Regions from separate parts of the Danio rerio genome. Here region 1 is linked to region 2. Evidence: chromatin contacts called from public Hi-C data. All regions are on one chromosome and are shown on one strand. The core of a region is the stretch at or near the end of the contact, and the rest is flanking DNA. Distances in the headings are between cores, read along the strand shown. Region 1 overlaps wnt5b (wingless-type MMTV integration site family, member 5b). Region 2 overlaps erc1b (ELKS/RAB6-interacting/CAST family member 1b).

Evidence for each region. Hi-C and Micro-C count contacts between places; a contact is called where the count stands out from the background.
Region 1: a contact with region 2 is called in a Hi-C map of embryo, with 2.1 times the contacts expected there. The contact joins two enhancer-like sites. A contact is called at or near these places in 7 of 18 Hi-C or Micro-C datasets (caudal fin, embryo, hematopoietic stem cells and 2 more) and 1 of 4 datasets of contacts at active chromatin or transcription factors (caudal fin).

What each region holds. Positions count from the first base shown.
Region 1 is chr4:9,131,020-9,134,700 of GRCz12tu, reverse strand. All of the region lies in intron 3 of wnt5b (wingless-type MMTV integration site family, member 5b), which reads right to left. Among named protein-coding and RNA genes, the nearest start is that of fbxl14b, 22 kb to the right of the region's middle. Within about 2 kb of position 2,335, at least 4 of the 62 cell types and tissues checked have an H3K27ac peak or open chromatin away from gene starts, as enhancers often do.
Region 2 is chr4:8,771,346-8,774,899 of GRCz12tu, reverse strand. All of the region lies in intron 8 of erc1b (ELKS/RAB6-interacting/CAST family member 1b), which reads right to left. Among named protein-coding and RNA genes, the nearest start is that of erc1b, 72 kb to the right of the region's middle. Within about 2 kb of position 1,494, at least 9 of the 62 cell types and tissues checked have an H3K27ac peak or open chromatin away from gene starts, as enhancers often do.

The DNA.
Region 1 (3,681 bases), core at 1,086-3,585, 360 kb before region 2:
CACCCATACATATAAACATACATTGCATGGCTTCATCTGCTATTATTGACATATATATATATATATATATATATATATATATATATATATATATATATATATATATATATATATATATATATATATATATATATATATATATACACTATATGCCGTATATGCGTAAATGAGCTTCTTTTGGTATTACAGAGACTTGATATGATTCATGACTTTATGAGATATGATTTTGATGTTGTCTGCTGATGTCAAACATATTTTTCCAATATTTCTTTACATTTTTACAGAAAGAGCAGCTTGAACATGTTGCTTAATGTCTTCTTCTGTGTCCCAAGGCAAAAAGCCCAGCAGCGTGAGTTTTCATTTCTGGGTAAACTATCCCTTTAAGGTTGGGATCTGATTATGTAAACCAGCTCCACATCTGACAGAGAGCAGGGACGAAACAGAGGTGAGAGAAGACAAGGAAAGCGCTGGAGCCGAGCAGACGGTGCGTGTGTGTGTGTGTGTGTGAAGTGAAGGAGAAGACAACCTGGCTAAAGCTCAGGAGAGCTCTTGAACTCTGTGATGATCCTCCAGTTACACAACCGCACACAAAGAGCTTCGGCGCCAGTGAGAGAGAGAGAGAGAGAGAGTCAGAAAGAGAAAAAGATGCCACCCATACCACGCATAAAACAGCCACTAATCAAAACAATCCGTCCAGAGCCTCGGTCTTTAAATGAATGGGGAGAAAACAAATGCACAAGATGCTCTCGATCACACAGCATCAAACAATCATATGTGGAGCAGCTTTCATAAATGTTGTGGAGTACAAATGTTGAGAAGTAGAGAAATTGTTACCCATGGATTCCTTATGGAAATGACATGTTTATTGGTCATCAGCATCTTAAATCCTTTAGGTTTTAATATTTAGATAAAAAAACATGTATTTTATAAGTATGTATGCATGTATTAGATAATCTTTGCATCCAGGGATGGACAGCATTTATGATGCATGTATTTCAAATACAATAATGTATTTTGTAATTTGTATTGGATAGGGCTGATGAAAATAGCTTAATGTTTTGCATCAAAATACTTTAGTGTCTTGTATTTTTAAAATCATTTAAATGCACCGCTGATAGGTGCTTTGGATGTTCTTGACTCATCCATTTAAAGAAGAATTGAAAAAAATCTGTACAAATACTGTACTGTACAAATAATAGTAGTTTTGGATGGATTGCTGATGCCAAATGTTTGTCGTTAAAACAAACCAACAAATAAAATAAGTCCTACAGTGACGATTCCTACAATACTTGATTGGCTATTTCAAATGCCAGTACTTGATCAGTATGTCCACAGTATAGTTAATGAAGAGGAAATATGCAAGCCTTAAGATGTCACAACATATGAAACACAACTATTTAATAATCAAAAACTCTTAATTCAGTTTTTACATTGAGTATTGAAGAGTTCGATAGCAAAAAAACCCCTAGATTTCTGAAAAATTCAATTAACAAAATTTGTTGTGTTTGAACCTTGCTTTGTTTAGTTTGTTTTATGTTGTCTGCTGCCTGCCTGTACTCACTATTCGCCTGTTATTTGACTACGACCCTGGATTGCCCATATAAATCTGTTTGCTCCTGTGTTGACCGTTGCATGGCTGACCATTCTCTGTTCAATGAACTTGCAATTGGATCCGCACCTCCCTTGTCAGCGTCCCATTGTGACATACATAAGCATTTCTTCTTCTTCTTCTTCTTTTTCTTCTTCTTATTATTTTTATTATTATTTATTTTAATTATAATTATTATTATTATATCATGGAGAAGAAATCCTTTAGTTTTATATAAAGCTGTCTTTTATTGTTGTTGTAGTTTTTTATGCTTATTTTATATGTTTATTTTGGACCTGTAAAAACAGCTATGATGATGATAGTGTTAGAGATATGGAGGGAACATCTGGATAACAGTGAATGAATAAGAGGAGAGTGAGAGCGACAGAACTATAGACACGAAACATCTGACAAGCAGGTGCAGCACGAGAAAAGTAAATGCAAAATGGCAGAAGAGAAGCAAAACAAGCGTAGGAGACACTATAGTGCGAGTAACGGAAGTGGAAGGCGAGAGGTGAAGGGCAGAGCGGAGACAGAAAGACTGGAGAAAGGCCTGAAGGGAAGACGATGGGAAAATGATGGAATTTCACTGGGAATGTCAGGAAAATGTCTTGCAGTGGAAGCAAGCAACATGGGGTGGGAATGACGGAGTTGACAGTAAGAATGCATGAGTGTGTGTGTGTGTGTGTTTGTGTGTGCAGCCCACATGTCTTTGATTTGGGAGTCTGCCTGCTATCTGGGTTAGTCACAGAGCGTGTTATGGAGAGACGCTGCAGTTTTAATGATATACAGCAGGCTGCTCGCTCAGACACCTCAGCACACAGATCTGTCAGGCTCGCTTCAGCATTGATCTCCCGGCAGCTGCAGAAATGCACATTGGGAAACACAGCTGGACCGGTTAACCCCACCTCCAGTGCTTGTGGAGCCCCCATCCGCACCCGAACCACATGCCGTCCTGCGTGAGGATTTACTGTACGTGTGACTCAACAGGGAAGCAGCGGCTTTTTACAGACTTGTGAACACTTTGGTTATTATAAGTGCTGGGAATTCCAGCGGTGACAAAGTATGTAGATCAAGCACTCGAGTAAAAGTACAGATGCCCTAATAAAAGATCAGTCTAGTGTAAAGTAAAAAAGCAATATTCATTCATTCGTTTTCTTTTCGGCTTATTCCCTTTGTTCATCAGGGTTGGCCACAGTGGAATGAACCGCTAACTTATCCAGCATATGTTTTACACAGCGGGTGTTCTTCCAGCTGCAACCCATCACTGGGAAACACCCAAGCACACTCATTCACACACATACACTATGGACAATTTTGCTTACCCAATTCACCTATAGCACATGTCTTTGGATTGTGGGGGAAACCGGAGCACCCGGAAGAAACTCACGGGGAGAACATGCAAACTCCACACAGAAACAACAACTGTCTCAGCCGGGACTGGAACCAGCAACCTACTTGCCTTGAGGTGAAAGTGCTACCCACTGTGTCACCATGCAGCCCCCAAATATTTTTTTATTATTTGTTTTCTTCCCAAAATTATGTAAATAAAACAAGATTATTGGAGTATAAAGTATTTTATAATCTTGGTAACACTTTACGATAAGGTGGTATTAGTTAACATTAGTTCATGTGTTCATTACTAATAATTAAATAATAAAAAAATTAATAAATAATAACATTAATGCAAAAAACTAATACATACATGTTTTAATGGTGACAATAATGAATTGGGGCTTTTAATAACCCATTAGTAAATGTTGAACTATGATTAATAAATGCTGTATAATTACTGTTCATTATTAGTTCATGTTAGTAAACACATTAACTAACATGAAGTAATGAAACCAAAACATTTATTCTATGCATTAATTAAATTATATTAAACTACCTTAATTAAATGGATTAATCTTAGTCTCTAAATTTAAACCATCAACTTCATAATGGCGTCACGGTGACTGTCGCCTCACAGCAAGACGGTCGCTGGTTCAAGTCCCGACTGGGCCATTTGGCATTTCTGTGTGAAGTTTGCATGTTCTCTCTGTATTGGCGTGGGTTTCCTCTGGATGCTCCGGTTTACCCCACAGTCCAAA
Region 2 (3,554 bases), core at 245-2,744:
CATTTGCCGCACTTATGAACACCAATGTACGTAGTGAATATTCGTAAAAAGCACTCTAGAAGTTTAAATAATAATTATTCACGTTGAATAAAAACAACAACAACAAAAAAACAACGATTCTTACATATATTTTTTGCCTTTATTCTAGTCCAAAAATCAAGGAATCATTAAATTAAGAAGCACTTTCTGGACAAGTACAAAATATTGTTTTGTTTTCAGAGATATGTATATTGCGATATTAATTAATTTCACCAGATCATTTAAACAGCTCTATTCCAAAAAAATTCTTTAATTTAGATAGATTGGAATGAAGTATTTCTCTATGCAGAGTGTTTGCATAAATCACAATAAAAAACAAACATATATAAATACAACAGGGCAAAGATAATAAAAAATAAAAATAAAATTACAAATAAATAAATATATATATATATATATATATATATATATATATATATATATATATATATATATATATATATATATATATATATATATATATATATATATATATATATATATATATATATATAATATTTGCATCTTTTAACCTAAAATAAATAATCTAATCCTGCAATGTTACTGTTGCGGAAACACACTTTGCGATATCCTCGCTCAAATAATATATTGTGCAGCTCTAATTTGAAAACAAGTTAATTTTACTTACCCTACTGCACTGTAAAAAAATGTAGATGATTAATTAGTCCTGACAGCATATGTTTTAGGTCATTGCAACTTATTAAACTAGGTTAATCGTGATCCAACTGAAGTTTATAAGTTACGCAAGCTGTTTTAAGTCAGTTTAACATGATATAAGTTCAATGGACTTATGAGGTTAATTTAATTTAAGGCAAGCAGGGTTTTTTTTTTTTTACATTCTCACTTAATTTTAATGACTTGATTAAAAAAAAAACAACATTTTTATTAATCTAAAAACTGCTTCTTGATTTGAGATTTCTTTTAATATTTAAACTATAAACAAAACAAAACTGTTAAGCAAGTTCAAAGTCATTTGAATTAACCAAAATATCAATACTGTGCATGTTCATCATTACAGTATATTGAATAACTGAATACCACTGTATGCGTGTAGCTACAAGCACTCTCGAAATCCCCTTTACACAGTTTTAGGTTTCATCTGAGAGAGTATGAGCGAACAAAGACAAAACAAAAAGACAAGGAGATCATCCTCCAATCAAAAAGATCCAAACGATGCAGACTTATAAGATTTAGATTCCTACTAACTAAATCGAGGGAAGTAAGTACTGCAGATGGACACATTCCCAAGATTCGCCTCTGCCTTGTTTCTGGTTTCATCCGAGAGTGTGTCTGTGTATGAGCGGATAAAAGAAGAGACGAGACACAAAAAAAGAGCAGCCTCCCGTCACAGAGATCCAAACGCATGGAGACTTAAAGGGATTTGTGAGTGTGTGTATGTGCGGGCGAGCGAGCAAGAGGGAGGGGGCTGTCTGAATTATTAAAGAGTGTTTTGTTTCACTTAGTGATCCGCTGCTTGTCAGTGTGGTGTGAGCTCTGGAAACAGACAGAGAGGCACACGACACAACAAGACAACACACACACACAGACACACACAAACAGAGAGGGAGAGAAAGAAAAGATTTGAGCGTTTACAGCGGGTTGCATCAGAATTGTATGCAATGTGCAAAGTCGAACAAAACAACATGTCAAACCCACAGAGTGCAGTGACGGGAGGGGAGATCTTTCCTGCAAGATTTTCAGTAGATGGGTATTAAGAAGCAAAAGAGAAGAGAGAAAGTGTGTTTCCTGTGCTCATTAAACGCATCGCTGGAATACTTGATTCTCATTGGTCAAACATTCTGAGGCACATAATAAGCATCAAAGCAGTTAAGTAAATCTATGAGAGATTCTCTTCCGTGGCACCTAAACTCTTTACCCTCTGATATTCGCAATGCAAAATCAGGGGGTATTTTTAAATCATCACTTAAAAGTTTTTTAGGGTGGCTTTAATTTGACTTTTAGATTTATTATTATTAATATTTTTATTTTATGTGTTTTAAATAATTTTTATCATTGCATTTGTTTTTCTTTTTGCATTATGCTTGTATGTATCTTTTACTACTGCACATTTCAAACGTCTGTAAAGCGCCTTGAGATGCTACTTTTAAGGGCGCTATACATATATATATATATATATATATATATATAAAGTGTATTATGATTATTATTATTATTATTATTATTAAATTATTAAAATGTTTAAAAACTGAAAAACGATTTACAAAAAAGTTATATTTCTACTTTTGCTTGTCCTTGAAATTAATTCATTAGAACAGCATAAATGAAAGTGACATACTGTATATTTCATTTAATTAATATTGCTTGCTCATCTGGAATACAGCATTTCCTGTTGTTGATTACGTCCTCGCTACAACATACCATTAACGCCAGAAACGGTGCATGTAACGCAAGTAAAATAACAAGTAAAAATGGGGTATATAGTGTATTTTTTTGTGATGGGGGCAGGGCAGAGGATCCCAATGTCAGCTCAGCATCGTGATGTCTATCGACCCAAACCAACCCAACAAAATGTAACAATTTGAAAAATGCAAAAGATATAATACAAAAATATAATCTGACACACATTTAACAATATTTAATTCGATCATTTTGTGTCAGCATTTTTTTTTTTTGTATTGTGTTTTTTGCATTTATTTTTGCATTATGATAGTTTCTATTTTTAGTTTGACTTTTTATTTAACTCTGATTTAATTCATTTATTTGATCATTTATTTTCCATTTTTAGTATCTCATTTGCATTAGGGTCACGATCTCCCTTTCAGGATTTATTTTGGCGAACCCTGCGTCATTTATGAGAGGTTTGTTGAAAGTGAATGGGGTGGTGTCGAAACACACACGCGCTGTAATGCTCAGTAATGCAAATGAGCGTGAGCAGTTTGGCACCTGAGTGGGTGAAACCTGACAGGTAAGTGGCACGACGCCAGTCTTTGTGTCTGCAAACTCCCACACACAGAAAGAGATTTTCCTTAATTTTTTTTTCCACAATTGTCAAAACTTACATTCCTGCTTTGATCACCATATGTTAGGGGTGGCACGGAACTAGTTGATTAGTTCTAGCACTAGTCGACATGCCAGGTCCGTGTCAACTAGTTATGAATCACATGACTTCAGTCGCACTCCTGTGATACAAACTGACAGGTGGAGGAAAATTCCACTGTGCAAACGCTTGTCATTAGTTTTATATAGCAAATTGCAACAGACACTTTTATTTGGATTTAAGCAAAAGTTCAAGGTGGTCTGAGTTTTACAGGATGCGGTTAAAGCTCTTTAAAGAGCATACATTTAGAAAAGATAAGTAGTCAAGTGTGTTACTGTTGGATCGCTAGTACACTAAAATCCTTTGCATCTCTAAGAGCACCATAAACCAAAATAAAGAGGGCTACATCATTATTTACAATGATTATTTCACGTAACTAATTACTAATATGATTTGCTTTATTGCTATGTACTTTGAACTGTATTATAATTTAATAACTTTGAACTTTGGAGTCAAA